Regions from separate parts of the Mus musculus genome. Here regions 2, 3 and 4 are each linked to region 1. A link is a contact called in public HiCAR-type, HiChIP or PLAC-seq and promoter capture Hi-C data. All regions are on one chromosome and are shown on one strand. The core of a region is the stretch at or near the end of the contact, and the rest is flanking DNA. Distances in the headings are between cores, read along the strand shown.

Region 1 (3,944 bases), core at 560-3,059:
CTGCCAGCAGTCGACCGCAAAGGGCTAGCCCAATGCCACTGAAGGGAGAATTCAGGCACAAGCATGAGCTCATTGAAATGGTGTTAAATGAAGGCAGTTCTCTCTGGTTCAGAAACTTGACAGTGTCAATATGAGCTCCAATGAGAAATCCAAGCAGATAGAAAATACCCAAACATTATGTGAAGAAGGAATCTCCCGATTAGCCATGTTGATAAGCAACATCCAGTTGTTCCCCTCTAATATGGTTCAATGACACAGTGAGTGAGGGTTGGAGCACCTGTTAGGGTGTGATTTAATATATCTCTAGCAAATACTTTAAGGGGGGCCGTATTAGTTGTTTACCGTGTCCCCATTTTCTTGTGGTGCCTTGGTCCCGCAAAGGCAAGGGTTCTCACCACTTCTTGGTACTGTTGCTATTAGGAAAACTGTAAATCGCAGTAAGTGAACCAACCGGTGAGGTTTTGGTTTGGGTTTTTGTTTTTTGGGGTTTTTTTTTTGCTTTGTTTTGTTTTGTTTTCAGGAGAATACACAGTAGCACAGCTTGAAGTTAAATCCCTGTCAACTACTAAGTCACAGCAGAATAGCCAAGAGTTTAAAAAAAAAAAAAGCCCTCAATACAAGTAGACAGAAAGCAGAATCAGCAAGCAGATAGAGCCGAAGACAAAGAAGCAGGAAAGAGCAGAGCTAGGAGGCTTCAGATGCACTGGGTCACAAAGAGTGATATGAAGGTCGCAGCAGATGGGGCCCACTGCTGGTAGCGAGGCCATTCTGGGTAACAGTAAGTTCTCATGCAGACTGCCAGCAAAGGGAGCTCCAAAGTGAGTCTGGAATCCACAGAATCTGGCGGCCCTGCCAGCAAAGTACCAAGCAGATACCGGCCTATTCATCCTTACTTTAAATACCAACTTTAGTATAAGTTGCACACACCACAGTATATCAAAATCACACCAATTCAGGTCTGACTTCTACAGGCACTTTCCACTCGAGAACGGCCAAAACCCAGCTGACCTAAAGGAGAGCGCACACTAACAAAAAGCCCAAGACAGACCCCTCCACTGGTTTAGTTAATATAGATGTGATTGGGTCACTGAAACAGGCTTAAGTGGCATTTAACAAATCCTGTATTAATTCCTCAAAAAATAGCAATGTAACCAATTGGGGGTAGGAGGGGAGTTGGTTGGGTCCATCCTCCACACATTCTTCATCAACAAATGATAAGTAGGTCAAGGGTCAAATGGGCAAGCCTGGAATAACTTTGCTGGCATCTGCATCAGGATAAGCCTTAGTTGCTAGACTGGTCGTTCTGTAGGTTCCTGGAAAGAGTATATGAAAACATGCTGCAGGAGTGAAATTTCCTCATTGTCCTAAAGTTCATGGATGCTGACATTTAAACACCCCGAGTGTTTAGGTTTAAAGTGAACTGTGGGCACCTACAATTAACTACTCTCGGAGACTGACGGTCCCTAGAGAACAACTGTCCAGCATCACTGCCAGGCTGACCAGTCACTGGCGGTTTAGCTTTCCTTTCCACTGTCATGTTTAATTCAAAGCGCCAGCCACCGAGCACCGAGCACCAAGCGAGGCAGGCATGACCACACCTCTTGGAAAGCCAGGGAACGGGGTCTCTGCGGACCCCATCGAAGTGAATCACCGACCTGCGCTTCCCCCCGCATAGACTCCGGGGTTCCATAGGAGGTCTCACCTGCTCGCCCCGGTGATCAAAACCACCTTCCGCATCTTCCACGCCCTGCACCGAAGTAGAACTGCACCGGGGTTCTCTTAGCCTGAACCTTGATCCGTGACCACGCGCACCTCGACCAATCAAGGCTCGGCCCGGCTCCACCTCTCCTGCGTCATCCGGTCCGCGCGTTAGGCCCGCCAATCGCGACTCGGCATCTTCTCTCCACGCCCAGACCGGGTGAGGTGAGATAGGCCGAGGGGCGGAGCCACGTGACACAAGGGTCCTATAGCCAATCCAGGCAGTCGCCGCCCCCAGTCTGCGGCGGGGGCTTTGTTCTGAGTGAAGCAAGCGGGCGGCAGAGCTGGAGGTTTCACAAGGCTGCTGGGAGAGGCTTCGGTGCAGGAACCCAAGTCCAAGTTTGCTTCTTAGGATGTGTAAAGCATGGTCTTTAAGAAAGAGAACCTGGATTTCATTGAATTGTATTTATGTCGAATCACGAGTAAGTTAGCAATTTCAAGCTCTGAATGTGGAATGAAACCAGAGAATCTCAGAACGCTAAAGGAATGCGTACTGTCATCTCCTTCAGACCTCTCAGGTCGCTGTAATGAGCTTTATTTTCTCACTCTCTCTGCCTCTCTCTCTCTCTCTCTCTCTCTCTCTCGCTCGCTCGCTCTTTTTTTTTTTTTTTTTTTGTCTCCAAGCCATCCCAGATGAGTACTTTGGAGGGAGCAGAACTAGGTAATCAGGGAGGGGCAAATGCATACATTAAAACTCCCTTTTTTTATTAAGTTCAATTCGCATAAAAATACCCTGCGCAGCTGTTATAATCGTTATCCCAGCTTTCGCTACTTACAGATGATTAATATTGAGTGAAAGGACTAATACTCATATGATTGAACAAACTATTCCTCTTTCAGAGCTGTAATTACTAGGGATAGCCGTGATCCTAAATGATAACGTCTTTTCTGGGCTTTAATCTATATGTTTTGATTAATGATACCAACAAACTGCTAAAACTTAAGAAAACTGGTTGATCATTTCAACTGTTCTTAAAAGACAGTAACTTAACAAATTTTCTAAAGCCTTGAAGTGGAAAAAAAAAAAAATCCCTGATCTTGAGATTCCATACCCAAATGATCCTTTTTAAACCCTGGAGTTCAGAAGTGGCAGCAAAAGAACAGAGAAAACTGTGTGGCTCTCCCAAAGAAAGCTCACTTTTTAAAAAGAAATTGGAGAGCCTGGTGGGTGGGTTGGGTGGCAGACAGGTGTGTCCACACTGCACCCTAGGGTAGCATGAAAATGGCCCACCAGAAAACTGTAAACTTAATTAACATATTATGACGTTTATTTTGAGTTGTTTTTTTTTTTTTAAGTTCTCTTGTGCAATTATTAGCATGAACTCTGTGCATGAAAGCAACATCAGGAGTCTGCCTGGGTCCGAGAGGAGTTCAGCCTTACTACAGCCTCAGATGAGAACAGGAGTGGGACCAGCTCTGAGTTAGATGAAACCCAGAAGACTTCAGAGAAAGTCCTCTATCACTTCCAGCCCAGCCCAGTAAGGGAAACTGGGACTCTTCCTCCTTTTGTTCTACTCAAGTTGCTGCTTCCAAGGCTCTGTGACCGACAAGGGATGGACTGGACTATTAATCTAAAATGTTTAATTTTTAAAGTCATTTGTCATAGAGAGTCACAACCCCGAGCAATGAAAATATTTTTTAATTCATAGGTGAGTGTTGGGTTTTGGTTTGGTTTTGTTTTGTTTTTACCTCACTCCAAACTACTCATCTTGGGTTTGTGTTGTCCTGGGGTTCTTCAGTTGGGTACCAGAACAGTCTGGTGCACAGTGAGTGAAGCTATCACTGGCAAGCCTTGGCATGAGTTGAGCAGGTGTAGTTAACTCAACATTAATTGTGCTCCTTGTAATAAATCCATCTCTACCCTAAAGTCAGACCGTGATCGCTTTTCCTTTTAGGGGACAGTAGGTAAGGATGAGAGACATATCTTTTGCTCTGAGTACAAAGTTCTATTCTTGGTTCTTAGAAACATTCACAGAATAGACGGCCTCTAATTTGCAAACGGGACTAATGAATAACTTCCAGTTGGGGCTGTGTAGTTTCTCATGTTCATATTTTTCAATGCTCTTCCCTTAAAAAAAAATGCATTCAGTCTGGCTCAAAACTAACTGAGAGTTTTACCCAGTTCATTGGTGGTAAATGGTCATGTGTTACCCTGTGTAGGATCCAAGGACTCTAGAAGAGAAGGA
Region 2 (3,944 bases), core at 827-3,326, 2.7 Mb before region 1:
TCTGGTGACTGAATTATTTAAGTGACTACCAAGGTCATTATGTTTCTAAATGTTCCACTCATCTTCAAGTTTAAAGTCTCTTCCTGCCGGGCTGCCAGGCAGTGGTGGCACCCGCCTTTGATCCCAGCACTTGGGAGGCAGAGGCAGACGGATTTCTGAATTCGAGGCCAGCCTGGTCTACAGAGTGAGTTCCAGGACAGCCGGGGCTACAGAGAAACCGTCTCGAAAAACCAAAAACCAACAACAACAACAACAAAAAAAGTCTCTTCCTCACTAAGAGGGCTGACTGGACTTTAGGCTAATATTACCCCAACTTTTCTCTGGAAATACAGCGATGAATTCCTCTACAACAGGAATACTGGAAAATGAACAGTGCGGCTGAGGTGATTCCAAAAAGAGCTGATGAGGGGCCCTAATAGGAATGGCATTCCTAGACGAAGAACATATTGAAGAACATATTTTTTTTTTAAAGTTTAGCTCGTTAACAGGCAAAAGGCGGGGGGGGGGGGGACCCTAAGTTCCGATACCTAAACAGCATTTCAGAATCCTAGCCATGGAAGCTAAACTAGAGGCGAAATTCATCAATACTGGAGTCTGCGGCACACAACGCCGAATCTGGGCTGCTGAGCTAAAGTACTCCAGACCTGGAGGGAAAATACGTAAAAATCAAAATGGAGGAGGGGCCAAGGAGAAATGGGCTGGAAGCTAAAACCTCGTGGCGCGTGGCGCGCGTCTCATGGCGCCATCCAGCCTTCCTGCTCCACGCTGCCCAGCCTTGGGGACTCACCATCCGGCCTCACCAGCGGCCGCACGCGGCGCCCAGCTCCCTCGGGCGCCCCTCATGGAGCCCGAGCGCCCACTGAACTTGGCGGCTGTTAAACGGCAGGCGAACAAGCAGCCACATCCTAAAAGGGAGCGAGGGGGAGTAAAGAAAGAACCATCTGGGAGGGCTCCACCCTTCTCCACCTGCAGTAAAGACCCGAGGTTAAGTCAAGTCGCCCCTCGCTGCCGTGCAGGAGAAAATACAAAGGAAAGAGGTTCCTCGCAAAGTCAGACTCGGTAACCCCTTCCCTGCGATCCAAGGAGCGAGCGACCCGGACACCGAAGAGCATGGAGCCTGTACAACTTTCTCACTGAGACTGATGCGGTTTTCTCTTCTAAGCATAAAAGACAGCAGCCCCTGCTGTCATCCCATCCGTGACTGTGCCCATCGAGCTTCGGCTCTCCCGGAAAGCCCTGCAACCCCCAGGTGGGCTCCCGGCAGCGGGCGCGCCACCTCGCGCATCCCGGCCAGCCTCGCAGCCCACAGGCTTGGGCCGGGGCCAGGGCCAAGCCGGGCGGAGGAGCGTACCGGGGCTCCGAGGGAAGCCCCGAAAGCCGGGTCCTTACACCCGACTTGCAAAACAATAAGCATCCGCTTTCCGCCCCTCCCCCACAAGACCCTGACCACGAGTCACAGCCGCCGCCGGGAACCAGCGAGGGAGCGCACCATCCCTGCGGGGGACTTGTAGGAGGAACCCGCATCCTGGACCCTCGGTCGCCCGGGTCCCCCCGCTGGTCCCCAACGCCGCGCACCGAGCCTGCGCGGGGTCTGGCGGCGCCGGAGCGCGGCGGCCCGGAACGAGGATCCCGCGGGCCACGCGGTGGCAGGCTGCAACTGACACGGCCCGCGGGCGCCGGCCACATGCGCCGCCCGCCGTGCGAGCAGGGCGCGCGGACTCTTACCTTCCCGCTGGCCGTGCCCCCGCTCACGCCGATCAGGAAGGGCTCGCCGCCGTTGGGCTGCTGGTGGTTCTGCAGGGTCTGCTCGCTGTCCCCGGCCATGACTCGCGCCGCCCCTCCTCTCGCAGCCTGTGCGAACCGACGCACGCTCCCCGCCCGCGACCGGGCTCGCTCGGCTCCTCGCAGGAGCAGCTGGTCGCTGCTGAGGTCGAGGCTGGGCCGGCCGCGGCTGGAGCCCGGGCGCGGGGGAGGCCGAGGTGGCTTTCCCGGAGGTGCCGAGAGCTCTCCTGTGCCCGTGGCGGCCCGTGGGGTTTACATCCCAGGCAGAGGTCAGCGTGATGAGGCTGCTCCAATCCGGGCGGGCTGCGCGCTGCTATTCGCCAGGAGTCTGGCCCCAGCCTCCGCCCCGCCCGGGCCCCGCCGCCGCCCGAGGTCTCTGGGAAAGGTGTGAGCGCCACTCCCCTCCCCACCCGCCGGATTAACCCTTTCTGGGACGGAGCGGGGGGTGGGGTGGAGGGGTGAAGAAACCGGCTAGGTCAGCGTCTTAATGCGCCACTCTGCGTCCTATTTCAAAAGAGATCAAAAGCTAGAAGAGACTGCCAGAGCAGAGCAGAGACTGGAGGTTTGAGACGCAAAACTGGAAAAGGCTGGGAATATGAAGATGGAGAATTAATGCCTAGACCCTTCATCCTCACTGAAACTTGTGTTTTCAGAGACTCCCTTCCCACCCTCCGTGTGCCAAAATAGTGTGTCACCCGCTCGGCTTAAGAGAGTTCCTGTCTTGGAAACCCCCAAGTGCCATTTTCCTTAGCAGGTCTGTCCTCATGTGACTCCCTAAAAGAAGGGTGACTCGGGGACGGTTACTCCTCCCTGAAAAACCAGTGCCCTTCCACACCATCCTAGCTCCGCAGTACTGACATTCCCGTGGAGCTAGGGTTAATGAAAATAGAAACATAACAATGCCATTTCCATTCATTGATGACTTTAACTGACCTAGTTTATTAGAGGCAGGCAATTTGTCACTTAGTTAGGAAAACAGTACCAAATGGAGACTAAAAAGGAGTCTTCACCGCGGGAGCCAGATGTCTTCATTCACATCAAGTTCCATAAGCAAGGCCAATGTGCCTCAGTGCTCTATTAAATGAAAATAAAAATGATACACGCTAGGATTTTTGATGGGCTAAAATGAATTATCATAGGTAAAGTTTTTAGAACAATGCCTGAATATCACTGTAGAGTATTGGGGCTTGAAAAGACTCCTAAAGGAACCAGAAAGGGCAGTTTTGCTGGGCACACCTGAAAGGTAGTACTAGAATCTCCGCTTCTCTGAACTCTGAACCTCTTTTTTTTTGGGGGGGGGTTCGAGACAGAGTTTCTTTATATAGCCCTGGCTGTCCTAGAACCAGAAACCTGTAGACCAGGCTAGCCTTGAACTCAGAAATCCACCTGCCTCTGCACACCTTTAATCCCAGCACTTGGGAGGCAGAGGCAGGCAGATTTCTGAGTTCGAGGCCAGCCTGGTCTACAAAGTGAGTTCCAGGACAGCCAGGGCTATACAGAGAAACCCTGTCTCGAAAAATCAAAAACAATAACAACAACAACAACAACAATAACAACAACAACAACAAAAACACTGGCTGCTTGTCCAGAGGTATGTGGGTCCAATTCCCGTCACTCACTTGGCAGCTTCAGGGGATCTGATGCCCACTTCTTGGCCCTGCTTCCACCAGGAACACTGGTGCACAGATATACATGCAGGCAAAACGCCTATATACATAAAACAGGGTTTTGTTTGGGTTTTTTTGTTTGTTTTGTTTTTGTTTCTTTTCCAAGACAGGGTTTCTCTGTATCCTGAAACTCTATAAACCAGGCTGGTCTCAAACTCACAGAGATCCTCCTGCCTCTGCCTCCTGAGAGAGTCCTGGGAGTAAAGGTATGTGCAGCCACCACTGTGCTACAATTTTTAAGTTTAAAAAGAAATAAAAAATTTTAAGTCTAACACACTTTCTTGTTTTTGAAAACATCGTTAAAGAGTAACGAATCAGTCCAACGTGATATAGTGCATCTTCTCTCTTACTGACTTCAAAAAACAAAAAGGAAATAAGAAACTTCCAATTCTTTAGTGGAAAAACACCAAGGATTTAGCTGGGTATTGTTGGCAGATGCCTTTAACCCCAACACTTAGGAAGCCGAGGCAGGCAAATCTCTGAGTTCCAGGACAG
Region 3 (3,944 bases), core at 549-3,048, 2.6 Mb before region 1:
GTGTGTGTGAGTGTGTGAGTGTGTGTGTGTGTGTGTGTGTGTGTTCTCTGTGCTGTCTACTTATAAAGGAGTTCCTTTTCAGATTGTTTCCTCCGGAACTCTACACAAGCAGGAGGGAATCTAAGTGAGGGAAACTCTGCCCTTGTCCTTTAAACAAGGACTCAATAAATGGCCCAGGCTGGCCTTGAATTACCATTCTCCTGCCCCAGGCTCTCTGGTGCTAGGATTCCAGTTGCAGGCCTCTGCATCCAGCAAGATTTTGTTCCTTAGTCTAAGGAAGCCCCAGTAGTTCAGTTTCTATGGCTGGCCACACTATCCCTGTCATTTTATATATAGTAACACTGGTTAAAGGAAAAAAAAAAAAAGAATCACTTGACAGAGTTTTCTATTTCTGTAACATTGTGTCAGGAAGAAGCTGAGCAGAATGTACTTCCCAGGGTGAAAGCACATGTTTGGATTTCAGATGTTAGTTTTATTTAACTCCTTAGATAAATTTAGCTCCTGTGAGAATAAACAATTCTGGATCCCCTGACTCAAGACAGTATACTCTCATTATGGACACACTGAAAGAAAACACACCGGGTAACCCTGACTAATAACCTTGGCTGCTTCCGGGAAACTGCAGTCTGCAGGTGCCCTACAGATTCCCGCAGGGAAGCCCTGGTTTCTGCTACTACCTTAAAATCTGCAGCAGACCCTGCAAGGCCACACCTAAGCCACCAGTACAGGCAACAGAGCAGAGAGCTGGTTGCTCTCTGGGGCACCTCCTTTCCCTAGTTAAGGGATTCAAGTCCCAACCCGCAGCGCAGCGTTGCTTTCCTACCCATCCGACCATCTGTCTCTGCTTTTCCTCTACTTCCTTTTCCGCACTGACTTGTACCCTAGGCTACTTGCAGACTGGTGCCTCCCAAGCAAAGAATTAACAGAAACCACAACCTCGGGAGTGACTCAGTGTCTCTTACTCCCTTCCACCACCCTGCAGGTGCCCCACCCTGTGGTTCTGGGTCTCCCTGTAGCGACACAAGATAAGTAAAGGGACACTTGCGGACATGTGAGTATGGGATGAATTAATATCCCACTCACTCTTCCCAAGAAGTCTCTTGCTATGAGGACAGAAGTAAGAAAATGACCCATATTCAGGTATCAATGCAAATATTTCTACGAGGCGAGAGGAAAACAAATGCAATTCCCTCTGAGACCCTCTCGAAGGATCCTAGCAACAAGACATCCATAGCAGGCGCGGCGCTTGCACGCCACTTATGAAACCTGTGCTAGATCAGGTACGAATGGCCAGTTCCCACTGCAGAGTTCCGGGCTCCTTTCTCTGTATTAACAGCTGCAGTGAGTAAGGTCAGGTGGTCTCTTGAAGGCCGAAAGAGGGAGCCCCAGGTCTTTACACAATTGGAATTAAGGAGGGGGAGGAAAATAAGGAATTGAGGATGAGCTGACCTTGAGAACCTCCCTGAGTTAGAGATAGCGAGGTAGGGGCCTCCCCGAGAAGCTCCTAAGCTACACCATCGGGGGGAGCATGCAGGGAGGGCGGAGGGCAGAGTGGGTAGAAATGCAGAGCTCAAATCGACCGATAAAGAAGGGAGGTTGGAGACCCCAATTCCGTTCCAAGTGACTGAGATACCGGTTGTGCATGTGCAGGCATTCAGGTGTCCCAGTGAAGCTAAAGCTCCTGCAGCTCGCAGCTGCCAGCACTTACCTGGCTCACCTTCGTGCGCCTGGTACAGACCTGAGAAGCACAGCAGTGCCTAGGTGCGGCTCTAGCTGTCCCGCAGGACCCGCCCCACTCCGCCCCGCCCCGCGCGGCCACGCCCTCGGGACCGCCCCCGAGACCGCCTCTGACTTTGGCGGTTCTAGCTGTTTCTTAAACTAGACTGCATTTTTTCCCTGTGTCGGGTAGCCCGCATATCTACTTTTCCGGCTCCCCAGTGTATATATTTGCTCTACTCTCCAAGTATCTTTTCGTGACTACAGTATTAAATTGCTCCTAGAGATTTGTTCTGCTTGGTTGGAACAGAAGCGACAGTAACGCGTTAGTAATTTGTCCCCGGCAGGGCACTGTAACTCAGCTTGCTGCGCGTGCGCAGAAAGTAGAGCGTAGTTTATGGAGAGCTTGGGGTGGGTGGGGAAGGCGTGTGTCTCACTTTTGGACTCTCTTGGGGAGGGGGCGTTTGAAACTGTGGGAGTTCCCTTAGCCTGCGCCGTTGGCGCGTACCTCAGCTCTGCCTACACGGTGCACCGCACCCATTCTCTCTCCCCCAGCCCCACAGGCGGGCTCCTATGGCTTGGCTCGCCCAGGTATTTCTTCCCGGACCCCGGCACAAACTTAACAAAGAGCACAGGCGCACCCTCTTGTGCCACCTCGCGGCGGCCTCCAGGAGAGCCTTGGATAGGACCTACTAAGCAGAAGCAGACCTTGACTGCTAATTTCTATAAGTTCTGCTTTAAACCGGTCGCAGAAAGCACCGAAGCTATCTGCTACTTTTTTTTTTTTTTTTTTTTTTTGCCCCGCGTTTCTGAAATGCCCTAAGAAACTTAACATGCTACGACCTAAGAAACTAGGTCAGACAGTGCATACCTTTTAATGTCTCTCCCCTCCTTCCTCACAAACACCAGAGAATAAGTTTATTCTGTAGCCAAATATGAGTGACCATGGCCTGCAGTGGCCAACTGTAATTTCGTGAACTTCTAGTAACAGAACCAAAGAAATTCCTAAGTCAAGTTCCCTTTCTTGTACGTTGGGAACGGGTGGTGGTGGGGGCATCAGGTGTGCAGATTATAGCAAAGCCTGGAATAAGATCTCAGATATTGTCTGATGACATTCTTTGTCTTGAGTTCGTAGAGGCTAGTGGCAGGTTTGTACTCTCTGAAATGATTTGAGTGATAGGTCCGAGATAGCTGTTCAAATACATAAATGACTAGTAAGGATGTTAAAGCTAGCTTGATTGGCTGAAGGTTTCCACCCCTCCACAATCACCAAAATTTTAATCAGTACAATTTTTAAGATTTTCGGATCTTTAGCACAGCTTGCATACCCTTCCTTTCTTCCACCTGTCTTTCTCCCTCACAGCCCAGGTGTGCCTCAAGTTCATATTGCCATGTAGCTCACACTGGTCTTGAACTGATCCTCCTGCCTCCACCTTCCAACTCTTGGCATTATAGAGGTGCACTAGTGAGCCCATCCTCACGAGAATCTCTTCTTTGGGAGAATTTGCACTTCTAAGAAAGAGTGCCTGGGAGTCGAACAATCCCAAGCAGGAAAGCCTAGAATCAAGGAAGGGGCCAGGCTTGGCTTTCCTTTTTACTGGCTTGTCTTGCCTACACATCTGGAAGTACATCGGAGGCTCATGTAATCTTTATTCTTGCTGCTTCATCAGCTTCCAGTTGTTCTAATGCTTACCCTTAAGTACAAGAAAGGTTTCTACTTCAGGTTTCCTGGTGTGTTGGGTTTACAGGACTTGCTTTGACTGAACATTAAGGAAGCAAATAGGAAAAACCATTTCTACACTATTAAGGGGCCTCATTCCCCTCTTGCTTCTGGTCTGTATAAAAAAAGGCAGCCAAGGTGGTAGAACAGATGATCAGAAAGTCAGGATAATACTGGTGGCTGCTTTCACAGACCTTCCTGTCTGACCCTAAACAAGAATTGATCATGTAGGACCTTATTTCAAAAATCTTACAAGGCCAGAGGAAGTGTGGAATACCTTTTATCCCAGTTCTTGGGAGACAGAGGCAGATGGATCTTCATGAGTTTGAAGCCAGGCTGGTCTGCATAGGGAGTTCAGAACAGCCAGGACTATCTAGTGAGCAACTGTCTCAAACAGGTGTCCCTCAAGCCCCCCAGACCCAGCCAAACAACCAATCAGAAGCCAAAAAAATCCAACCAGACATCAATAAAACCACGAACCAAATCAACCAAAACTTTACAAAAGCAA
Region 4 (3,944 bases), core at 741-3,240, 2.3 Mb before region 1:
ACTTGCTTACATGGTATGTCTTCTGACCATGCTATAGCGCTGGATTACTGCCACCGAGTTCCTCGCAGTGTAGAAGTGAGGGTGCCCTAGAGAAGCCCATGGAATTGGACCTCCCAACGGTGTTCTGGAGAGCAGGCTAGAATTTCACGTGGACAGGTGTCCCATTTCCTTAGGGCAACCCGAACACTGAGACTATAATTTTCCCCACCTTAAAATTTAAAGATTAGATAAGTTGGCTACGGAATAAAGATTGGCACAAAATTAATGGTCGATAAAATGTTAGCCAACGCAATGATGTGTTTATTGAGTCACTTGGCCCCAGGCTTTTCTTGGAATAGAGGAGCAAGACCCTGTTCCTGCCTCTAGAGAGGCTGGAGGGCTGTCGCTGCAGAATGTTATGAATCACAGGGAATTAAAAACTGCCCCCAGGATCTTCTTTTCTAAGAAAAGTCCCCTTGGCTGACTTCTAGTCTAGCATCCAGCCAGCAGGATAGGATAGAGGGAGCCTGATTCAAGGTTTGGCCATGGGTCCCATTATTGCATTTCCCAGCAGTGAAGTAGTTTCAGCCAGAAACGGTGAGTTGAGTTTTAAGCCAAAACAAATTTGTAAGTTGCAGGAGCAAGTGGGTGAATGAAAATCCGAAGAGCTTGGAGCTTCTGGTGCCAGAGTTCACAAAGCAGAGAGGATTGGGGTTGGGGGCTCTAGGCGATCCCCGCGACCTCCAGGTGTCTGAGGTTAGTCATCACTTACGGTGCAGATCCGAGAGCAACCGGATCCCCATCCCGCCCGCGTGAAGTCTAGGTGGCACGGATCTCTGCCGAGTCTGGGGTGTAGCTCCCCCGGGGCAACCGTTCCACGTGGAGAGAAGGAAAAGTTTGGCGCGTCCGGGAGGTCCGGGCAGCAGACTGGAGCATCAGGCTGTAGCCTCGCGGTGGGTCGAGCAGCCAAGCCGGGGAAACAGAGCACCGCGGGCCCCGCCACGGGACGCGCTCCCAGGCCCCCGCCCTGCGCACCCCACCCCCTTCCCGGGCCGCGCACGCAGCCAGCGGCCACTGTCAGAAACCGCCCGAGCCGCCTCGAAGAAGGCAGGGCGGACTTTGCACCCAGGACCCTGGGCCTCCGGTTCCACCGCCGATCTTGGAGCAGCCGCCTGGTTTCCCCTTCCCGGCTGCAGAGCGGCGCGTGTTGGCGGGACGTCCCGAGGAGGATCGGCGGCTTGAGGCCACGGCCCGGCCCCACTCCGGCGCGCCGAGGAGCGGAATCGGGGGCCGGCGTTCGCTCCTGCTCTCTCCCGGGTGCGCCGGAGTCCGGGCGGCTGCTCTGGCTGCAGCCTAGGGGACGCCTCCTCCCTCCGCCAAAGCTGCCCGGCGTCTCCCGGCCACTTCGCGCTGCTCCGGACGCTGGGCGCGAGCTCGCCCATCAGGTAAGGAAGGCTGCGGGGATCCTTAGGCTCCGGCTCGGGCGGGCGTGTTTCTGAAAGTTGATTTGAAATGCATCCAAGAGTGAACCGGGCCAGTCGCGGCTCCTCCCCAAGGCGACTCCTTTGCTCCTGCAGACGTTCCCGGCACTGGCCGACCGGCGGGAGGACCTCCCCGCGCGCCCCGCACGCCTACTCCCGAGCGCCCCCCCCCCACCCCCCAAGCAGAGCGCTGCGCCAGGAGTACGGAAGCAGGCGGGACAGTCTCCGAGTCCCTTACTCTGCCTCTCTCTAAGACAGGTGAGGGTCGAAAGTGAGTGGTGGTGCCACTGGGATATCGGACCTGGTTGGTCCCGGCTTGGCCCTGGCTCTGAGAGCAGGCGTACCCCCACCCCATCACACAGAGTACCATAGTTCTAGTGGTGGGATCCCTAGGGGCCACATTAGTATAGGATGGGGCGGAGTCGGTCTTGGAATGGGAAACCTGGGGACAGGGGTGGGGGTGGGGGTTAGGAGAACGCAGTTAGGGGGCGGAGGCCTTAGCACATAACGCGTTGACTTCAAGTGAAATCAGAGCCGTCCGAGCAGTTCACGGTGGCTCTTCTCTCTCCTCCCACCTTACATTTCCCTTGTCTGGACTCTACCCTCTAGGCTCATTCTTGTCGCCCTGGACACTGCTTCTGTCCTGTCCCAGGAGAGTGGCAACTGAGGGTGCGGAGTCCCAACAGGCACGGGAAGCTAGACTCAACCGTTCCTCCGCTCTACAGGTCCTCCTGGCTCACCCCGAACATGTTGGACGGCCTGAAGATGGAGGAGAACTTTCAAAGTGCGATTGAGACCTCGGCATCTTTCTCCTCTTTGCTGGGTAAGTGTTCAACCGCATGCTCCCTAGAGCATCCTCCTTCTGCCGGGGCCGGGAGCTCAGTACGTCAGGTCTCTGATACTGGGTTAAGCGACCAGACTAGCACCCTCTTCGCGCGCACACAGAGGTGCCCACAATCTCTGTCTTTCCGTGTCCATCAGTCCTTTTGAGTCGTCCCTACCTAAATACAACCATCAAGCCTCCCCAGGCTTCACGAGTTCAACATCGAATTCCCCAAAGCCTTGAGGGGCGGGCGAGCATGTTCACAAGGCATTTGAGTGGCAAGTGATTAATAATACCCAGGGCTGGATTTTTAATCACGGAGCTGATCGACGGCTCATAAATGCCACCGGTTTCTCAGAGGCCTGTGTCCTAGCATGAGAGATCCGAGGCCCAGAGCGCCCAGGTTCTTCTCTTCCCCCACCAACTGCAGCCCCAATTTTAGTATTGGGCATGGCCGAGAGGCTTTTCCGGGCTGGTGGGCAGCGCTGCGCTGGGATTAGCTTGCACGGCGGGGCCCTTGCCTGGTCTTTAATTAACTGAAGCCGGACCCCTGTTCCGCAAGCTTGGTATCCCTCTACCCCCAACCCAGCCACTTCGAAGGAGCAGAGAATAGAGAGATCCAAAGAGTCATACCCATGGGTCTTTCAGAGTTCAGGCTTGTTTTGCCAGTGTCTCTTCAACTCTCCCTTTGGAATTTTCAAGTTTGGAGAAAAAAATGTTTTGTTTTGTTTTGTTTTTAAATTTTCTTTCTTCCTGTGTTTCTTCCCGCTTCTTTCTGAAGGAGAGATTTTTCTTTTATTTAAACCTCTTGCCTCTTTCTCTAACTTTAGAACCAATAGAGTGGGGCTGAAAAAATTTCGATTATAGAAACCATGTCCAGAGAGAAATCGCCCACTCCACCCCAACAGTTCAGAGGAAACGAAATTACAAAACCCATGCCCTCTTCTTTCAACCTCCCTTTCGAAATTGTCAGGATTTTCTCCCCAGAGCAAGAAGGAAGACGCAGGCTAGAGCCTGTGTGCGGACTCAGGCACACTGGGTTTGGTTCTCTGCACCATGAGACCCGCGACCCATCCTATGGTTTGTCCCAACCATAGGATGGGGTGCTGAGACCAAGACAACAGAAATTTACAATTGAGAACGACCACTTTCTCCCCAGGCCTTCTTGCTGGCTTCCCACCACACAAAACGACCTGTCCAGCTTACAAAGCAGAAAGTGAGATTAGTGTAGTGGTATGGAGAAGGATCGTCCCTTTGGGACATCACAGACAAGAGTGTTCTTGTGGGACAAGGGCTTCTTTAAACGGTTGTGAAAATTGTCAACAAAGGCGGCCAAGTATTTCTCCCTTGCTTGTTGGGGGCAAGGGGGGGGGCTGGAACAAGACCCGAAGGGAAAAAGTCAAAAAGGTCAAAGGGTAGGGCAGAGAAGATTCTCTGACTGAGCTAAGAGGTTTGTTGCTCCAATCAGCGCTTCTGAGCGCAGAAGATCTAGAATTCTCTGGCCAGCACCCTTCTCAGGGTCTCTGCGCTCAGCTATTATTTTTCCCCATCTTGACGTTTCCTAATTATGAAAAGCCACCTGCAATTTTCACGCCAAACAAGACATAGGAGAGATTCACTAGTTTGCACAGTACTGAGCTCACGTAGGGAGAGATGGTATT

The links. Promoter capture Hi-C pulls out the DNA fragments that hold promoters and counts their contacts. HiCAR-type assays count read pairs that join an accessible place to other places. HiChIP or PLAC-seq counts read pairs in DNA pulled down with a chosen protein or histone mark.
Region 2: a contact with region 1 is called in an H3K4me3 HiChIP or PLAC-seq map of forebrain, with 8 times the contacts expected there. The contact joins the promoter of Uck2 here to the promoter of Hsd17b7 in region 1. A contact is called at or near these places in 1 of 39 promoter capture datasets (pre-B cells) and 2 of 115 datasets of contacts at active chromatin or transcription factors (extraembryonic endoderm stem cells and forebrain).
Region 3: a contact with region 1 is called in a HiCAR-type map of astrocytes, with 4 times the contacts expected there. The contact joins the promoter of Mgst3 here to the promoter of Hsd17b7 in region 1. A contact is called at or near these places in 3 of 39 promoter capture datasets (embryonic stem cells, hippocampal neurons and pre-B cells), 1 of 484 Hi-C or Micro-C datasets (B cells), 2 of 115 datasets of contacts at active chromatin or transcription factors (astrocytes and large pre-B cells) and 1 of 9 other capture datasets (liver).
Region 4: a contact with region 1 is called in a promoter capture Hi-C map of embryonic stem cells, with 8 times the contacts expected there. The contact joins the promoter of Lmx1a here to the promoter of Hsd17b7 in region 1. A contact is called at or near these places in 1 of 39 promoter capture datasets (embryonic stem cells), 2 of 115 datasets of contacts at active chromatin or transcription factors (astrocytes and embryonic forebrain) and 1 of 9 other capture datasets (embryonic stem cells).

What each region holds. Positions count from the first base shown.
Region 1 is chr1:169,967,396-169,971,339 of GRCm38.p6, forward strand. It overlaps Hsd17b7 (hydroxysteroid (17-beta) dehydrogenase 7), which reads right to left and starts at 1,810. Exons shown (of 9, transcript NM_010476.3): 1 at 1,703-1,810; 2 at 1-38. The coding sequence starts at 1,737. 3110045C21Rik (RIKEN cDNA 3110045C21 gene) reads left to right here and starts at 2,014. Exons shown (of 3, transcript NR_040438.1): 1 at 2,014-2,180; 2 at 3,055-3,407.
Region 2 is chr1:167,283,051-167,286,994 of GRCm38.p6, forward strand. It overlaps Uck2 (uridine-cytidine kinase 2), which reads right to left and starts at 2,077. Exons shown (of 7, transcript NM_030724.3): 1 at 1,726-2,077. The coding sequence starts at 1,824.
Region 3 is chr1:167,392,043-167,395,986 of GRCm38.p6, forward strand. Mgst3 (microsomal glutathione S-transferase 3) reads right to left here and starts at 1,799. Exons shown (of 6, transcript NM_025569.2): 1 at 1,709-1,799.
Region 4 is chr1:167,687,568-167,691,511 of GRCm38.p6, forward strand. It overlaps Lmx1a (LIM homeobox transcription factor 1 alpha), which reads left to right and starts at 1,991. Exons shown (of 8, transcript NM_033652.5): 1 at 1,991-2,283. The coding sequence starts at 2,208.